6 separate regions of the Mus musculus genome follow, and regions 2, 3, 4, 5 and 6 are each linked to region 1. A link is a contact called in public promoter capture Hi-C data. All regions are on one chromosome and are shown on one strand. Each heading gives the region's core, a stretch centred on a gene start, on an enhancer-like site or on the middle of the called end of the contact. The rest is flanking DNA. Distances are from core to core; before and after follow the strand shown. Region 1 holds the start of Alox12 (arachidonate 12-lipoxygenase). Region 2 holds the start of Zfp3 (zinc finger protein 3). Region 3 holds the start of Chrnb1 (cholinergic receptor, nicotinic, beta polypeptide 1 (muscle)). Region 4 holds the start of Gp1ba (glycoprotein 1b, alpha polypeptide). Region 5 holds the start of 4930544D05Rik (RIKEN cDNA 4930544D05 gene). Region 6 holds the start of Neurl4 (neuralized E3 ubiquitin protein ligase 4).

Region 1 (2,811 bases), core at 196-2,695:
ATGCACGAGGAGAGGGCCACGGCCTGCTGTGGAGAACCAAGGGGATGTAGAGAAAAGAGTGACGCCGGAACATTGAAAGGAGGGGGAGCTGTCACTTGACAGACACCCAATCCAGAGCACAGAACTTCTAGGCAGGAATGGGCCTGGAGAGTGTGCAATAGTAACCCACGAAGGACCTGACATGCCCAGGGTTTGGAGGCCTGAAGGTGTGACCTGGAAAGTCTCAGACTTTTCCTTCCTGCAAGCAGCAGCATCCTAGGTCCAGAAAACAGATCCTCCTGGCCCTGGCCTAGCCACCAAACTAGAACATCTTAGTTTACAGGAACCTAGTTAGGGACATGTACATGTGACAAAATCTGAGTCCTGAACAAGTTTCCCACTATTCACAAGGTCCCTAACCAAGTGTCATTCTCACCGCTGCTCATGACTTTACTTTTCTGAGACCCAAGGCCAGGAGATAACTTGGGAAGAAAATCCAACCTGGGCTCCACTAAAGAAAGGCTCACTCTCCTTACCTGGAAGAAATAAACTCGTGAAACCCACCCACTGGACTGTAACTGATTCTATACTGCACCCTCCTACCCAGACTGGTACTCTGCATCCGAGATCTGGAGGAGGTTGGACAAAATCATTCACTGTCCTTGGCCTCCCTCAAGATGCGTGGCCCATGACACTTTTGTGTATTTGAAATCTTAAAGTCGGAGCTGGAGAGATGGCTCAGCGGTTAAAAGGGCTTACTGTTCTTCCAGAGGTCCTGAGTTCAGTTCCCAGCAACCACATGGTGGCTCACAACCATCTGTAATGGGATCTGATGCCCTCTACTGGTGTGTCTAAGACAGTGACAGTGTATTTACATACATAAAATAAGTAAATCTTTTTTTTTTAAAGAGAGAAAGAGAGAAAAGAAGGAAGGAAGGAAGGAAGGAAGGAAGGAAGGAAGGAAGGAAGGAAAAGAAATCGTAAAGTCTTATGTTCAGGTGAGTGGGAGACCATGAGGGTGGGGGAGAAGGCAGGGGTGGGGTTCTAAGTCTGGAAACGCTGTCTTTTCAGGCTCAAGGCAGCCTGGGAATCCCTGGGGGTTTACTGAAGGGGTGACTTCAAAAGCAGTACAGAGCAGGGACTGGGGGTGTTTGGGGACCACAGATGGTTTTAGCAGCTGGGCATCCCCCAGGCCCTCCCAGGCTCACCTGCTATAGGCATTCCTCTCAGCCCAGAAAAGACACTTCTTTTCCCTCCGTTTGAAAAATGGTTTCAACCCCTTTGCAAGTTCTCCTAAAAGCCCAGAGACCTTGGGAAGGGCCTCCTTAGCTCCCACTGTAGCTGATCCAAACGCACACCCCTTTCCCAAAGCCTGTTCTTGGGCTGGGCTAGCAGGTTCAGACTAGTCTGGGGCGGGGACTTGGGAGTGCCTAGGAGTTGTGAGGGCGGGGACACAGATCCATCTTTTTAAAGTTTTGGACCTGGCCCCGAGGCGACGGTGGCCCTGGGCGGTCTTCGAATTGAACTTAACTTGGATCGCCTCCTGAGAGGCCAGAGGGAGCCATGGGCCGCTACCGCGTCCGTGTGGTCACTGGGGCCTGGCTCTTCTCCGGATCCCTCAACCTAGTGCGTTTGTGGCTGGTTGGGGAGCACCGGGAGGCGAAACTGGAGCTGCAACTGCGGCCAGCGCGGGGCAAGGTCAGTGAGCAAGAACTGGGGCCCTCTACTGTCCAAGCAGAGAGTAGGAGGATGGCAAGGGACAGGAGACTAGGGTCTGTGACAGTAAGACCGCGATGGAGATTTGTAGAGGTGGGACACCGGGAGTGATGTCAACTACGGGCCCCGGGTGGTCTCCTTTCCCACACCCCAGCCCAGGCAGCCCTCTGAGTCCTGCATTCTTAGCCCCAGAGCCGATTTAAATACAGGACTTGAGGTCAGTCGAAGCTCCTCCAAGTTCCGGTGTGGTGGGAGCTCAGTGAACGGGATGAGACAGGCGATGATCGTCATCATCTGCTCAAATCTCTGGTCAGCGCGCTGTAGACGCTGGTCTTCCCTCAGAAATGGGACATCTTAGACCCGCCAGACAGGTTAGGGGTGGAAGAGGGAAGGAGAGCAGGGGCGAGGTGTGTTCTTTGACGGCTGCGGTAAGCTGAGGCTCCACAAAGGGGAGGCTCGGCCACCGAAAGGCTTCTCCCAATCCCTTCTATTAAGTGTGGTCCCCGCAGGAGGAGGAGTTTGACTTCGACGTTCCCGAGGACTTGGGGCCACTGCAGTTTGTGAAACTGCACAAACAGCACACAGTTGTGGATGACGCCTGGTTCTGCAACCTCATCACAGTTCAGGGGCCGGGGACAAGTGCAGAGGCCGTGTTTCCCTGCTACCGCTGGGTGCAGGGAGAGGGAATCCTGAGCCTCCCGGAGGGGACAGGTGAGCGGGGCAGCATCCTACCCTGGGGGAGTGGACGAAGAGGGAAAGGGCAGTGCTGGCGGCGAGGGTGTGGAGGAATAGGGCTAAAGAGGAGGAGAGGGAAAGAACTTGGAGAAAGGGTGGGCAGAAACGGAACAGTGAGTTTCTAGGGCGCAAGTGAGGAAATGAGAAGTTATGAATTCCCCAAGTGTTTCCCAGGATAAGTGATGTTGCAAATGAATTAAAGAGGGAAGTAAGAGATCTGGAGACTCTGTTTTCCTAGATAGAAAGAAGGTCATGGAGCCGGGGACACAAATGGAGAAGTAAAGAAAACAGTAGTACTGTGATTCGGAACCCGTGGGGAGAGGGACAGGTGAGGGGCTCAGAGAACAAGAGCTGGTGGCCAATGAGCAACGGGGCCGCGAG
Region 2 (2,811 bases), core at 131-2,630, 510 kb before region 1:
AGCGGTTCTCAACCTTCCTAGTGCCACTTCAACCCCATAGTACACACGTTGTGGTGACCTCCGACCATAAAATTATTTTCATTGCGTCTTCATAATTATAATTTTGCCATTACGAGTGGTAGTGTATATATTGTAAAGGGGATATTCAAGTCTCAGAGGGGTTGCACCTCACAGGCTGAGCACCACTGTTCTACAATGTGACCAAGGATGACATTCTACTCATCTTGTTAACCTCAGTGCTTAGCACATTTCTGATACCTGGAAAACATTAAGTGAGGTTTCTGAGCTATCTGGGTGAATGTCTGCAGTTGTTTTAAAGGTTAATTGAAGATTCCATTCACCATTGTCCCTAAAGAGACCAGAGCAGTGTCTGACAGATAACTGGTATCAACGTTTTATAAAAATAAGTTCTTAGCCGAGCACGATGACCCACACCTTTAATATCAGCACATGGAAGACAGAAGCAGATGGATCTCTGAAAGTCTTAAGTCAACCTGATCTACCTAGTGAGTTCAAGACTAGCCAGAGATATGTAGGGAGACCCTATCTCAAAAAAAAAAAAAAAAGTCAAACTAAGGCAACAACAAGAAAAGTTCTTTCTCCCAAGACACTATTTATCTTCCTCCTTTGGTATCCAGGATCAAGGGAACTCTGTCAATTCTGTGCTCAATTCAGTCTCATTTATGATTATTATTATTATTCTTAACTATGTGTAGTTGTGTGTTGCTACAGAGTTATAGATGTGTGTGCACATGAGTTACAGATGATACGAGGCGCCTGATTTGAGTTCTGGGAACCAAACTAGGGTCTTCTGGAAGAGCAGCAAGAACTACTGTGTCTTCTCTTTAGTCCCAATTCTATCATCTTTCTTTAACCTTAGTAAGCCAATGTCCTGCCTGCCAGCACAGGTCACAACATGCCACGGGGCCCCCAATTTTTGCCTGCTATTCGTTCTAGCAGTATACTTAGAGAATGAAATGAGAGAGAGAGAGAGAGAGAAGAAAAATAGGCATAGGTCTTTGGCATGCCCGTGTCGGAGCCTGCTTCTCCAGTTTCCCTGGCTGACAAGGCCTGCAAGCAGAATTAGGATCGGGCCCCTGACAGTGCCCAGGCTCCACCCTCTCCGTGTGCAAATGAGTAGGAGCCCCCGATGCCATAAAGTCCAAGGTCACACAGCAAACCCGAGTCAGGGGCGGGCCTACAGTCAGAACTCCAGCTCCAGGCCGGGAGCCCCGCGCCCTCCTCCCCCGGGCACGACGGAACCAGAGAGGCCTCACCGCTGGCGGATGCCGCCCACGCTCCCTCCGCCGGGCCCGAGGCGCTGCACCGCGGCGCGCACAGAACCGCAGCTGTTGTCTGGTGTCACGGGCGACCCACGCCGGCCACTTCCGGTACCGGGCGCACTGCGGCCAATCCGCGCGAGCCGCACTCGCGGGAGGAACAGGTGGCCAGCGAGCCCACGCCCCCATGCCCGTCTCAGCTTTCCCGTCTGCCGTTCTCGCCCACATTCACCCCATCTTCGCCCGGTCGGACAGGGCCGGTCGGCTAGCTGGAATGTCCCATGCACCTCGCGAAACCCACTGTGTCCCTTGACCACTGACGCGCAGGGTCCTCCCGGTTTCCTAGACGGGCCCCGGGGATGCACTTCCGCCCCGCAGCAGCCGCTCTGCGCGCCCCTGACGTTTCCGTGGGCTGGAAAACTCGAAACTCCGCCACGCTTCCCGCGGGGACGTGTCGAGCAGCCGCGTTTGTGCCTCACCTCCCGCTTTCCAAGAGTCTGTCAACTCCGGTTCCTAGATTTAGGGTGCGCCTGTCATCTTCTAGGAGCGAGGGGGGAGGGGAGGCCTGCTTTGAGGTCAGGAAGGCTTCAGGGAGTGATGCTTTGACAAAAAACTCAAGGTTGAGTGTGATTTCCGTTTTCCGCAGGCAATGGGAACTGCACTATTTGCTGGCCTTTCTCTCTTCTTGAATAAATTTGGTCTTTTAGCACAGCACGTATGTGACTATGAATGTGGTGATCCTCCTGCCTCAGCCTTCCAACTGCTGAAGTGAGCAACCAAGCCCAGTGAAGTAGATCTCTGTGTGGGGGAGGGAGAGGTTGAGGCAGTTAGGACTGGCCTTGAATTAATTATGCTCAGTGGTGGCCCTGGCTTGACTAATCACATTATCCCCTTCCTTCTGACTGGTCCAGAGGTGAACATTAGATACAAATAAGACTGAACAGTCCTTCCTTCCAGTTGCTATCTGGGAAGGTGGTGCAGTTTGAAGCAACATTTGTAAGGAATCAGGTCTTTTCTGAAGCCATGGTCTTTGTAATAGACCTAAACAAGGAGATCTGAACCGAGAAAAGGCAAAGGAGGCTGGGGGTGTGGCTTAGAGGTCGAGCACTTGCCTGGAATGTGCTAGGTAGGCCCTAAATTCAACCCCTAGTACTGTTAAACAAAATAAATAAATGAAATAAAAACAAGACATTTGAAGAAAAGGCAGGGGGGGTAACTAGTTTTGAGTAACTAGTTCTGAGGTAAGGGCTGGGGAGATGACTCATGGAGTTAAAGCACTTGCCATGCAGTGGAAGGACCTGAGTTCGAATCCCCAGAGCCCATGAGCAACTGTAATCCCGATGCTCCAAAATATAACAGTGCAGAATACACATGACTATTCCCAAAGGGAGAGATGGGGGCACAGGGAGGGAATAACTAAACCTGAGCAAGAAAACACCAACTTCTCTAGTTCTGTTTCTGGTATAAAGAAAGACGTGGACTGTTCTGCCCCTCCAGCTTCTACAAGATGCAGCTCTCTGTACCTCGTTCT
Region 3 (2,811 bases), core at 153-2,652, 460 kb after region 1:
TTCTAGACCTACCCTTCCACTTTCTCTAGCAATTAAAGGATGAGCTATGGGTAGAACTCAGCTATGATTAATTAAAAACTGATTGGCTCTGAGCTGTGCTTGGTGGCACACACCTGTAATTCAGCACCCGGGAGGCTGAATCAGACAGATCCTGAGTTGGAGGCCATCCTGGGCTACAATAGCAAAACCCTGTCTCAAAAGCCAATACACACACACACATACACACACACACACACACACACACACAGAGAGAGAGAGAGAGAAAGAGAGAGAGAGAGAGAGAGAGAGAGAGAACTAATCAGTACTGAACGGATCAAGAACCACTTCTTGCTTTTCCTAAATAATTTTCTAAAAATAGTCCCTCCAGAATACTAACCTTACTTTTACATGGTTTCTAGTTTCAGCATTCCAACTAGGGTTCTGCCAGGGAGACAAGAGTCTGGGGAAAGATACAGGAATTCTGGAAGAATATACCTGGCTCCTAGAAGGGAAGCTGAGAGGGAGAAAATGCCATGGTATGATTGAACCTGTGTCTGAACACTTAGCTACCTCAGCAGGAATTCCTTCCAGATCCCTTTTAAAGCTGAGGACTTTCGTTCTGATATGGTATGCTGCATCTGTGAGGTAAAGGAGAGGAGGAGAATCAGGAAATAAAAGGCTAGCCTGGGCTACCTAGTGAGGTCAGGGCCAGCCTAGGCTATGTGAGACCCTGTCTCAAACAACAGGAAGCTAAGGTCTACAATGAGAATAACTCTAGAATTAAAAAGGACAAATAGGGACACAGCCTTGACTCCCCCTCACAGCAGAGAGACCCCCAACTCAGCAATAAGTTCAACTTCTCCGAGCCCTCTACAGGTCAGGCTTAGGAAACGAGGAGCCTCTTGGGCTCCCAGACCTCATATGTATCCCCAGAGCTTCTAACTAAATAGAATTTACTTTACTTTACAGCTTTTAAACCTCAGGTGGGTTCTAAGTACCCAAAAAGGACCTGAAAAACGGAGAAAGCCATGGGGAACCTCTAGTAAAATAGGAGGTAGATTCTGAGTCTAGCAGATGTAGGTGGAAACGTCTATTGAGGTCCTAAGGGAGGGGCTAGTGCTCAAAGACAGGTCACTTTTCCTCAGGCCCTTTTACTTCTGGCTTGTTGCAAGAGATGCCCCCCTCCCTCATACAAACCCCGCTCAGGCTCCGCCCATCTCCTGGCACTGCTCTCAGGGGACGGGGTCTCCACTTCATGCTTTCTGTAATTAAAGATGATTTATACAACCGGAGTGTTATCTGACATTTGTGAGTGGAGGGCGACTGCAGTTGCTCCGGGCGGGACCAAGTCCCGAGGGCGGGGCGGGTGGGCTGGCGTCTGGTCCCCCGACAACAGGTGCACATTCCTGGGCGCCTCGTCACTTCCCCTGGCCTGAGGCCGCTATCCGGACAAACTTCACTGAGCGAAAGAGGCAGGGCCATGGCCTTAGGGGCGCTGCTTCTGCTTCTAGGGGTACTCGGGACGCCCCTCGCCCCAGGTAAGTCAGTTTGGGTCTCCAAGAGGCAGTGATGAGCAATGGTCACGGCCAGCCCCGGGAGCGTCACTTAGTGCTTTCCTTCGTCAGGCGCCCGCGGGTCGGAAGCCGAAGGCCAACTGATTAAGAAACTTTTCTCCAACTATGATAGCTCGGTGAGGCCGGCGCGGGAGGTGGGAGACCGCGTCGGGGTCAGCATCGGCCTCACCCTGGCGCAACTCATCAGCCTGGTGAGAGCGGCACTGCGGGTGGAGTCGCTGGGCAGGACCGACTGGGGGCGTGGCTTTAGACGCTGCCCAGAAGATCGACAGCCTGGGGGCGGGCGGGTTATGCTAAGAGGCAGACAAGCCTTTGGCGGTGATTGGGTAAAAATCAGACCAATGAACTAGTTCATGGGCGAGGCCTCTATGATAGGTACAGAATACTGTTCTGCTAACTCGCCTGTGGGCGGGTTTTGAGGCGGAGCTGGGGCAGAAGGACCTGCTACCGGGAGGACCTCGAGGCGGGGCTGTGTAATATTCTAGCAAAGTCCAGCAGAGCTTGGTACCTAAGCAGTCAATAAACAACTCTGAGCGGAGATTCAGAGTTGTATCCATTAGACGCCGGGCGTGGCCCGTGACTTAACCTCGACGTAAAAGAAAGGAAAGCAGGCACCAAGGCTGGTGTTTCGAGATTGATATGAGATGGAGTTTGCACCCAAGAAGGTGCAATTTAGAGAAAGGGACTAGAGATTCCATGGAGAAAGTAACTCACCGAACCCTCGTTTCCACCCACTTCATTTCACTTCTGCCTTTTAACTTTTCCATTCTAGAACGAGAAGGATGAAGAAATGAGCACAAAGGTGTACTTAGACCTGGTATGGAGACCTCGTGGGTTAGGGAAAGGCACCCTGTTTCCTTTATATTAATCTCCTGGAGTCCTCATCCCAGTAAGATTTTTTTTTAATAGTAACTCACAACGTACACATATAATAACTGAAACAGAATTTTCGATCAACAAATTTAAGATACAAGTTTGGGGATCACTAATTTGAATTCCCATCCTTGAAAGATCCTGAACTGCATGCAGGTTGAACATCACTTTAGGGTGGCTAGTTCAATCTCTTCAGTTATTTCTTAAATTATTCTATTTTTATTTTATGTGAATGGGTGTTTTGCTTGCATATGTCTGTGAAGCACATGCATAACTGGTGTCCGTGGAAGCCAGAAGAGGGCCCCTGTTCTCCTGGAACTAGAGTTACAGATGTTTGGGCCTTCCACGTAGGTGCTCGGAATCTATTTTGGGTCCTCTGGAAGAG
Region 4 (2,811 bases), core at 191-2,690, 380 kb before region 1:
GGTTGGGGAGGGGATGAGTACAGTATTGAGTTTTAGACTGTAGAAGGTTGGGTTAGATTCCATGGTCTCTGGGAGTGTGGTGAAACCTGGGCTCTGTGTGTGGATGAATGTAGATTGTTTCTTAGTGGGTTTATGAGTTGGAGGCAAAGAAATCATTTGGCTGTCTTGAGAAGTAGAAGGTGCTGCGGCGAGTAGGCTCCAGTGGGTAGTATGAACTTTAGTGTTAGTAGAGAACTTGACCTCAGTTCTTGTGGCAGGGACGTCAGGGATATCATCATAGTCATCATAGTCTGTGTCACCACTACTAGTAGGGCAGCCCTTCCCTGGGTAGGAGTAGACAGGCGCATTGTCCAAGTTGGCACATCGTACACTGGCCACGTTAGGAGTTGTGTCCTTGACATCCACACCCTGCTTCCATAAGTAGACATTGTTGGCATTTTCCTGGAGCCAGTGACGGAAGTAGAGGATTTCACAATCACAGTACCAGCTGTTGGCGTGGAGAAAAACAAAAGGCAAGAGGAGGGTCCCAAAGAAGCCCTTTGGTATTGTGCGAAGCCAGTTCCTTTGAAGGTAGAGGGTATCAAGATCCTCCAGCCCATCTAGGAGCCCAGAGGGCAGCTCACGCAATTTGTTGTTGGCCAGATTGAGTTTCTTCAGCTTGGTCGTTGGCAACAAGAGCCCGGGGGGCAGACTCTTAAGATCATTGTTCTGCAAGTAGAGCTCTTGGAGTTGGCTTAGGCCATCCAGGACACCAGGAGACAGTGAGCCCAACTTGTTGAAGGAGACGTCTAGAGTAGTGAGTGCAGGCAATGCCCATCCTAGGGAGGGCAGGCTTTTCAGGTTATTATGGGATAAGTCCAGGTTTTCCAGCTTTATCAGTTTACCATTGGTCTGCAGGCTCGTCAGCTCACATCTATCCAGGTACAGATAAGTGAGGTGAGTGAAATGCACCAGTGATGCTGTGGAGAAGGTACCCAGTTGGTTCTCGCCCAGGTGGAGGATGCCTGTGTCTGCTGGCAGGTCTGCAGGCAGTGCTGTCAGCTTCTTGTTCTCACAGTTTACTTCCAGCAGGCTGGTCACTTTGGAGATACTACAAGTGTGCTGGGAATGCAAGGGACTTGGCAGCAGGAAGAGCAAGATGAGGAGAGCCATATGAACCTGTGGGCAAAGGGATGCCACCCATTACATCATTTTCCCAGCTTTTAGCCCTTCACTGCTGCAGTTCTTAGGATCCCATCTAGAAACAGCTTCCACACCTCCCAGACTTTTCTCTCCTTTTCCACCCCTGCCTCCAGCCCTTGGTTCTTATTCCCTCCTTAGAACCTTCTCCACCTCTGGTCCCAGCCCCAGCTTACAGTCAGACAGACAGTCCTTTGGAGGAACAGAGCTTCTTCCAGGCTATGACTCGGTCCTTCTCTCTACTAGCTGCAAGGAGAGCCAGCCCAAGAGCAGGAAGGAGATAGAGTTGGGGAGGAAATGACAACCTGATAATCAGCTCCTGTGACCCAGGGAACAGTCTCCCTTGCGGGCAAAGGCTCTTATCAGCTCTCTGCACAGCATTCCCCAAAGCCCTCCTTTTGGTTTTACATTCTCACTTTCCTTCCACCCCGGAGAGATCTAGAGACTTTGCAGCTACTAGCCACCAGCATTCAAAAGCTCCTTTGAGTGCTGCCTCTCTTCTCCATAGCAGTTCTTAGAGATGTCATGCTTCCTTACACTCCATGCCACCTTCCTACCCTAAGCTGAGCCCCTCCCGAATCTGGGGACTGCTGACATTCTAGTCTGCATCCCCTGGGCACGTGACTGGTATTCTCTAAACTGTTTTTGTAGCCTCCATACTCAGGACTATTCCTTCCTGGGGATGTGACAAGTGACACTCATTTTCTCTAGCCTGTGTGGTTGGTCCTTCTCAGACTCCTCTGTGGCTTCCTCTAGCTTTCTGGAGCAGTAAACCTGCTTCCAGAGGCTTCATAGGTTTTTGTATCATAACCCCATAAGTGCCTGGGAAATACTTTGCTGTGCATTTAATCACCACTTCTGCCCTAGACTTAAGTCTTTATCTCTAGTCTAGATCCTGTTTCCTGAGGCCTACATACTTAACATTAGATGCCACTTGGAGTTCTCTTCTTACATGTTCTTCAAGTATAGAAACAGTGTACATCACTGAGAGGTTCTGACAGGAAGGCCATGAGTTTGAAGCCAGCTTGAGCTACAAAAGAAGACCCTTCTCATTAAAACAACAATAATAACAATGACGACAATGACAACAACAACAAAATAACATCGAAAACTCAAGTATATTAAAAATCAAGTTCATTATGCAAATAGCTTCATCTGCTGGCCTGAGGTATAGGACTGTCTATAACACCAGTCCATGGGAAGCAGAGGCAGGAAGATCATGAGTTTGGGGCCATCCTGAGCTGTATACTGAGACCGCAAACCAAACAAAAAAGAAGCCCCATAAAAAAAAAAATAGCTTCTCCTCCTCTGTTGTCCACAGCTACTCAGTTACCTGGTCCTTTTAAACACTTCCTGATACTCCTTCCACCTTAACACCCTGCTATCAAATCCTCCTGATTTTAACTCTGGTCTCTTTGAAATCCTTCCATCTTCCACTCCCCAGCCCAAGGCACTATCTTCTTTGCTGCAGTAGCCTTCTGGTTGGTTTCTAAATTTTTTTAACTTCCCTTCTATTTCACCTAGGAGAACTGCAGATTTGCTAGTCTTTCAACTACTAGAACTCACCAGTGCCTCCTGACAGTTCTCAAAAGGCAATCTGAAGTACCTAAACAGGGTCTTCAGAGGCCTACT
Region 5 (2,811 bases), core at 146-2,645, 360 kb before region 1:
TCCACAGAAGGTCCTGGAGAAACTGACGTCATCTATACGCTCATCATCCGCCGGAAGCCGCTTTTTTACGTCATTAACATCATTGTGCCTTGCGTGCTCATTTCTGGCTTGGTGCTGCTCGCTTACTTCCTGCCTGCGCAGGGTAAGGGGTGACCCTGACTCCTGAACCCCAGGCTGGGCTTGCTCCCTGGCTTGCCTCTCACAGCTTGCTCCCTCTAGCTGGTGGCCAGAAATGCACGGTCTCTATCAACGTCCTGCTAGCCCAGACTGTCTTCTTGTTTCTAATTGCCCAGAAAATTCCAGAGACTTCTCTGAGCGTGCCACTGCTGGGCAGGTAATCTCAAAGTGGATCCCACAGAGATAGGGGCATGCATGGAGAATGTAGCCAAAGAAGGCTTGCATAGGGACCTGGTGTTGTCCCGTTCTGGACTTTTATTTGGACACAGGGTTGGACTGGGACAGTGATGGATTATCTGTTCCCCCATTCTCCTCACTGCTGCTGGGCGACACCTTGAGGTTTCCCGAGTCTCTCTGTTAAGAGGACAGTATAGTTCAGCATCTCCTTAATCATACCTCCTCTGACCCATGTCGCACCCTTTATCCCAAACGCACCGGATCCCCAGGGACCCCAAGGCCCAGTTGGCATAGGGTTTGTGGCAGAGATGAGGTAGACCCGTGCAAACCTCGTCCACACAGGTACAACCACGCCCCCTGGATCAGGTACCGGGCACTTGCGCCAGCTGCCGTTCCAGCTTGCCGAATCCCCTGCCCTGCGGCCAGGGCTACACGGGCCAGCGCCCTACCAGGATCCCCAGTGTCTGGGGCTGGGCCTGGGCAGTCGTTGCCGCCGTCCAGTCGCTGCACCTCCTGCTGCAGCCACAGGGCCGAGATCTACATTGGGGCATATGGGCTAGAGGTCCTTGCTTTTGTTGGCCTAGCCCTCTCCCCCTTTTATTCCCATCCCTCAGCCTCCCAGAGCAGCACCTCTAACAAGGTGGCTCCAAAGCTCATGATGCTGGCTGCAGCTTCTCTTAGCACCAGCCCTAGGGTGGCCTTCTGGGTGGGCGACTTGTCGGATTCCAGGGGGTCCTGGGACTTAAGCTCTCTGAACCTTTGCACCAGATATTCGTGAGCTGCGGCCACAGCAAGTTCCAGGGAAGATAGAAGTGGAGGCTGTAAGGCCACCTGGAGGAGCAAGGGTAGTGAGTGGAATGATCACATGGAAAGGGCCATAGCAGGAAGAGCTGGGGACCTCTCCAGATTCTGCCATTCTAATACCCTCACCTCGGTGGAGCTGTGGAAGTGGTAGACCCACAGCAGGGTGTCCAAATTGCTGGGAATCCCCTTCATGTCCGCAACAGATGGTATATGCAGAAGGGCCAGGACAATACTGGCATCGTTGAGGAGGATCAAGAAGTAACGCCACCAGCTGTGCGGAGGTGGTATTTGTGAGGTAGAGGGCAGCTAGTGCCTTGTTTGTGGGGTGCTGTGACATCAGGCTTCTGTATATCAGGTATCTTATATTCGTCATGGTGGTTGCCACGCTCATTGTCATGAATTGCGTCATCGTGCTCAACGTATCTTTGAGGACGCCAACGACTCATGCTACATCCCCTCGGCTGCGCCAGGTAAGCGCTGGTTGGAGAAAGTACTGCCCAGGGGTGGGAAGCGGGCTTGGAACCTCTCTCTGCCCCGGCTGCAGATTTTATTAGAGCTGCTGCCGCGTCTCCTGGGCTCGAGCCCACCCCCAGAGGATCCCCGAACTGCCTCACCAGCGAGGCGTGCCTCGTCTGTGGGCATTCTGCTCAGAGCGGAGGAGCTCATCTTGAAAAAGCCGCGGAGCGAACTCGTGTTTGAGGGTCAGAGGCATCGGCACGGAACTTGGACCGGTAAGCACTGCTCTTGGGTCAAAGGCATACACTCGCCGTTAGGGACGCTCTTTTAATGACCTAGCGCTTGCTGTTGCCTTAGCAGCAGCCCTCTGCCAGAACCTGGGTGCTGCAGCCCCAGAAATCCGCTGCTGTGTGGATGCTGTGAACTTTGTGGCTGAGAGCACAAGAGACCAGGAAGCCACTGGAGAGGTGGGTTGGGAGGTTGAGGCGGAGCAGTGCTAGATGCCCCGCCCTCCAGGCTCCTCCCTCGCTAAGCTCTCTCTCACAGGAACTGTCCGACTGGGTGCGTATGGGGAAGGCCCTGGACAATGTCTGTTTTTGGGCAGCTTTGGTGCTCTTCAGCGTTGGTTCTACTCTCATCTTCCTTGGGGGTTACTTCAACCAAGTTCCTGATCTCCCTTACCCACCGTGCATCCAACCATGAGCCTGCACTGGCACCCACCTCTCCCCCACCCCCCAAGAAAGAGATTTTGAAAACAGGCCGCTGACAATAAATCTGGTTTGTGAACTTGCAGGAGGGGTTGTGTGGTCATGTGGGTGGGTCCAACTCCTCAGGGAAGTAGAAGATGGGTGGGTGGTTTGGTCAGGCACTTGGAGGCAATTGGTTCAATTTTGCTCTTGGCTCCTTCTAACCTAAAGAATGTTTATCTAGTTGATAGCCAATGAGGTTTTTACAAGACCCAGATATAGAAACACTGAAGCCAGAAGTCTGGCCTGGCCCTGCTGGGGCTGGTAAAAACTATTCTCAAAGGGTCCTACCGTGTCAGGACTGATCCCTGGCCTATTCATCCACCTTACTTCGTCTCTATTATCACAGTAACTTCACAGAGCCTAATGCCTTTCCTCTACCCTCTGCATTCTCAACTCTCAAATCTCTCCAGGATTGAGAGAGAACAATAGTAGGATCTCAAAATGGTGG
Region 6 (2,811 bases), core at 103-2,602, 350 kb after region 1:
GGCCATATTCCTCCAACACAGAGCGCCCGTCCCGCAGCACTGAGCAGCCTGACACTACCCAGGAGCCTCCCTTCAGCCCGGTGGCACTGCTCGGGAAGTCCAACACACTGGGATCCAGTGCTGTCACTCCAATCTCAATGGAGCCACTCCAGGAGTTGACCTATGAGAGGGTGGTGGACAGAGTTTCTGTATGAAATCCCATCACCAGAGGCCACATTCCAGAGCACCGTGTGCCTCTCACCCTGTCCTCTGAGGCCACTGACATAGACACACAAATAATTTTTGGAACTAGCCTCCATAACTACCAGGACCCACTGGCTCTCAGCATCTGTGTCTGCTGACACGTGTTTTAGCACATCACCCCCTCTACCCACTGAACAAGCTGGTTAAAGGCCCTGGTTTTAACCCGATCTCCTCTTACTTCCCAGTCTCTGTAGCTCCTCAGCCACTCCAATCCCATGCTTCTTAGGTCCACAATGCTCGCTCTCCTACATCACTCTCATTCCCAACCCCAATACTCTAGTAGGGCAAAGCTCCACCCAAATTCATTCTCTTCTCTTTCCAAATTCGTTTTGGAGTCAAGCAAGTCACATACACTCCCTTTTTCGCATGTCTCCTCATCTATCTTTCTGGTTTGGGACGTTTGTCAACAGTTTGCGCTTTTTATTATTTCTCTACTCTTCCATCTCGGGCACCTGTCAGTCTTCCATCCCTAAGAGATTGTGCTAGACGTGTTCACTAGCCATTCTAACCACCGGACCCTGGCTCCCTGTCCTGCGGGAAACGAATGCTCCTTCAGAATGAATGTGTCTGCTCCGTGTCCTTCTCCTTTCTCTTCCCCGGTGCACTACAGTGTGCCGGCTCGCTATCGGTACCTGGAGGCTCGGTTGGAGATGCAGACCTTCTGGCAGTCCTACCGCTTCTCCCTCCCGTCCCCTCCCACTCCCCTCCACACCTCGTTTCAGCTGCCCCGGCTTTGCACCTTGCGGTCGATGCGGACGGTGAAGACGCGTCCATCGCGCAAGGGTTCTCGGCTCAGCACCAGCCCGTGGTTAAACTCTTGGCCCGGCTGCTGCCGCCGCGCCGTGCGCCCGCAGGCCGACAGGCTGACCAAGCGCCCGGTGCGCGGGTGCAGCTCCCCGCCACCGCCGAGACCCCCGCCGGACCCCAGGCCTGGTCCGCTGCTGCCAGGGCCCCCACCCCCGCCGGGCCCCGGTCCTGGCCCGGGGCCCGCCCCAGAGCCCCCACTCCCACCCGACCCCGCCGCCATCGCCGCTGATACCGCGGCCGCGCGACAGCCGCGCTTGGCGGCACCGTGGCAACCGCGGCGGCCAGACGCCCTGGGGGAATACGGCCGGGGGGCTGGGGCCTGGTGTGCTTTACGGCACTGAAGCGTCCGCAGCTAAGGAACCGAGGTCTCTCACGAGGGGAACGGAAGGACGACGGGGTCGGGGGACTGCTTTACGGCCCAGCGGGACGACAGAGGCTACGAGAGCCGGGAAGATTTGGGCTGCTTTTGCGACAGTGGATGGCAGAATCGCCCGCCGCAGGCGTCTTTGCGACGAAGGCGTGCTGGCGCCCAGATACACTTTGCGACGTCGCCCGGCGCCTTGGACCCAACCCTTGTTAGGGAAAAGCGACATATTAGAGCATTCGCCTTAACGCAAGGGCTGGTGGCTTCCCCTAACACCGCACGCTTTAAGGCGATGGAAGTAAACGCTATCTTCGGGACAGAGAAAAAGTAGTTTTATAAATCCAAGTCTCAGCCCTTCACAGTGCCGAGGCCGGAAATGTCGCAATCCGATCACGCATCACACCTCTCCTTGACCCAGTCTCGCACCTCACCCCGCTCCGGCCCCACAGACTTTGCATCACACCTCTCCTACCCGCACACATTTCAAGGCCAACTTGAGCTCTGTGCCAATGAAACTCTTAAATCTTAAAAGTTACTAATAAAAATCCTAGCGGTGTCCCGTTGGGTAATCTCAAGGGACAGAGCGGACACCTCTGAGAGGTTACCTGAGAGCTATTAACAGAACCCAGCCCTACTCAGGCTCTCCCTGGTGTTGCGGGGCTGTGACATCACAAGGCTCCTCACCGCTGGCCAGGCCCCTTGACTGTGATTGGTTGATTCGGAGAAGGGCGGTGATGGAGAAGGGCGGGAACAAATTACAGAGACAAAGAAAGTCTTGGGGTGTAACAATAAGGGAAGGGTGTGCGGAGGAACTCCCAGGCTGAAGTCTGATAGTCGACCTTTCACCTGCCTCAGCGCCAGGGAGAAGAGGCAGAGGAGGTCCGGTCTGACCCGGAGCCCCCAGCGCCCACCGCCCGCCGCGATGGGGGCAGGGCCAACGGGCAGGGCTATGTGCAGCTAGAAGGGTAGGCAGTGGAATTGAAGTGGTTACCAAGTTGAGCTATGGAGAAGCCGGAGTCTCTCGCACCTGTTAGTGGCCTCAGTGCAGAATCCCCTGGGGGGGTTTCTAGGGCAGTACCTGGCAGTGCCAGAGGTATGCAAACAGACACCGGATTACCCCCCGGAGTAGCCTTGCTTCGCGGTCCTGGCTCCCTCTTGCATTCCGGGAACCCTGTAGTCCGCAGTCCTGGTCCAATTCAGCCCTCTGAAGGGGCAGTGACCCTCAATTCAGGACCCGCTCCGCAACTTCAGGAGGTTGCAAGCCTTGGGTCCAGCACATCCCCTGGCACTGGAACTGGTGCAACTAAGGCGTCCACCCCCGGGCCGGAGGAGGCTAAAGTGTACAGCTCGGAGAGTAGTACACACTCCGGGACATCTTTCACGGAGCGGCCTCGGAG

Evidence for each region. Promoter capture Hi-C pulls out the DNA fragments that hold promoters and counts their contacts. Capture Hi-C pulls out chosen DNA fragments and counts their contacts.
Region 2: a promoter capture Hi-C map of second pharyngeal arch cranial neural crest shows a contact between it and region 1. The contact joins the promoter of Zfp3 here to the promoter of Alox12 in region 1. A contact is called at or near these places in 12 of 39 promoter capture datasets (cranial neural crest, embryonic stem cells, frontonasal cranial neural crest and 7 more), 2 of 15 datasets of contacts at CTCF or cohesin (large pre-B cells and stem cell-derived epiblast-like cells), 2 of 484 Hi-C or Micro-C datasets (CD4 T cells and cerebellum), 6 of 115 datasets of contacts at active chromatin or transcription factors (T-cell acute lymphoblastic leukemia, differentiating embryonic stem cells, embryonic basal ganglia and 3 more) and 1 of 9 other capture datasets (embryonic stem cells).
Region 3: a promoter capture Hi-C map of liver shows a contact between it and region 1, with 2.5 times the contacts expected there. The contact joins the promoter of Chrnb1 here to the promoter of Alox12 in region 1. A contact is called at or near these places in 1 of 39 promoter capture datasets (liver), 2 of 115 datasets of contacts at active chromatin or transcription factors (bone marrow-derived macrophages and embryonic stem cells) and 1 of 9 other capture datasets (pancreatic islet).
Region 4: a contact with region 1 is called in a promoter capture Hi-C map of second pharyngeal arch cranial neural crest. The contact joins the promoter of Gp1ba here to the promoter of Alox12 in region 1. A contact is called at or near these places in 10 of 39 promoter capture datasets (the 3T3-L1 cell line, cranial neural crest, embryonic stem cells and 7 more), 1 of 484 Hi-C or Micro-C datasets (cerebellum), 3 of 115 datasets of contacts at active chromatin or transcription factors (T-cell acute lymphoblastic leukemia, bone marrow-derived macrophages and embryonic stem cells) and 3 of 9 other capture datasets (adipose tissue, liver and pancreatic islet).
Region 5: a promoter capture Hi-C map of embryonic stem cells shows a contact between it and region 1. The contact joins the promoter of 4930544D05Rik here to the promoter of Alox12 in region 1. A contact is called at or near these places in 8 of 39 promoter capture datasets (the 3T3-L1 cell line, cranial neural crest, embryonic stem cells and 5 more), 1 of 484 Hi-C or Micro-C datasets (cerebellum), 5 of 115 datasets of contacts at active chromatin or transcription factors (bone marrow-derived macrophages, embryonic stem cells and neural tube) and 3 of 9 other capture datasets (adipose tissue, embryonic stem cells and pancreatic islet).
Region 6: a contact with region 1 is called in a promoter capture Hi-C map of liver. The contact joins the promoter of Neurl4 here to the promoter of Alox12 in region 1. A contact is called at or near these places in 3 of 39 promoter capture datasets (hippocampal neurons, neural stem cells and pre-B cells), 1 of 484 Hi-C or Micro-C datasets (B cells), 1 of 115 datasets of contacts at active chromatin or transcription factors (pancreatic cancer cells) and 2 of 9 other capture datasets (liver and pancreatic islet).

Annotation. Positions count from the first base shown.
Region 1 is chr11:70,254,004-70,256,814 of GRCm38.p6, reverse strand. Alox12 (arachidonate 12-lipoxygenase) reads left to right here and starts at 1,445. Exons shown (of 14, transcript NM_007440.5): 1 at 1,445-1,677; 2 at 2,205-2,406. The coding sequence starts at 1,543. All of the region lies in intron 2 of Gm40191 (a long non-coding RNA gene), which reads right to left.
Region 2 is chr11:70,763,016-70,765,826 of GRCm38.p6, reverse strand. It overlaps Zfp3 (zinc finger protein 3), which reads right to left and starts at 1,380. Exons shown (of 2, transcript NM_177565.3): 1 at 1,278-1,380.
Region 3 is chr11:69,794,528-69,797,338 of GRCm38.p6, reverse strand. It overlaps Chrnb1 (cholinergic receptor, nicotinic, beta polypeptide 1 (muscle)), which reads left to right and starts at 1,402. Exons shown (of 11, transcript NM_009601.4): 1 at 1,402-1,517; 2 at 1,605-1,744; 3 at 2,326-2,370. The coding sequence starts at 1,460. It overlaps Fgf11 (fibroblast growth factor 11), which reads left to right. Exons shown (of 5, transcript NM_001362623.1): 5 at 1-1,271.
Region 4 is chr11:70,637,751-70,640,561 of GRCm38.p6, reverse strand. Gp1ba (glycoprotein 1b, alpha polypeptide) reads right to left here and starts at 1,440. Exons shown (of 2, transcript NM_010326.3): 1 at 1,364-1,440; 2 at 1-1,158. The coding sequence starts at 1,152.
Region 5 is chr11:70,614,478-70,617,288 of GRCm38.p6, reverse strand. 4930544D05Rik (RIKEN cDNA 4930544D05 gene) reads right to left here and starts at 1,395. Exons shown (of 4, transcript NM_001145537.1): 1 at 1,285-1,395; 2 at 985-1,185; 3 at 684-891; 4 at 399-531. The coding sequence starts at 1,350. The coding sequence ends at 491. Chrne (cholinergic receptor, nicotinic, epsilon polypeptide) reads left to right here. Exons shown (of 12, transcript NM_009603.1): 7 at 1-142; 8 at 220-334; 9 at 1,514-1,628; 10 at 1,703-1,889; 11 at 1,975-2,081; 12 at 2,161-2,406. The coding sequence ends at 2,316. It overlaps Mink1 (misshapen-like kinase 1 (zebrafish)), which reads right to left. Exons shown (of 33, transcript NM_001045964.1): 33 at 2,807-2,811.
Region 6 is chr11:69,900,357-69,903,167 of GRCm38.p6, reverse strand. It overlaps Neurl4 (neuralized E3 ubiquitin protein ligase 4), which reads right to left and starts at 1,352. Exons shown (of 29, transcript NM_001013414.3): 1 at 983-1,352; 2 at 1-160. The coding sequence starts at 1,270. 2810408A11Rik (RIKEN cDNA 2810408A11 gene) reads left to right here and starts at 2,254. Exons shown (of 9, transcript NM_001382461.1): 1 at 2,254-2,811. The coding sequence starts at 2,417.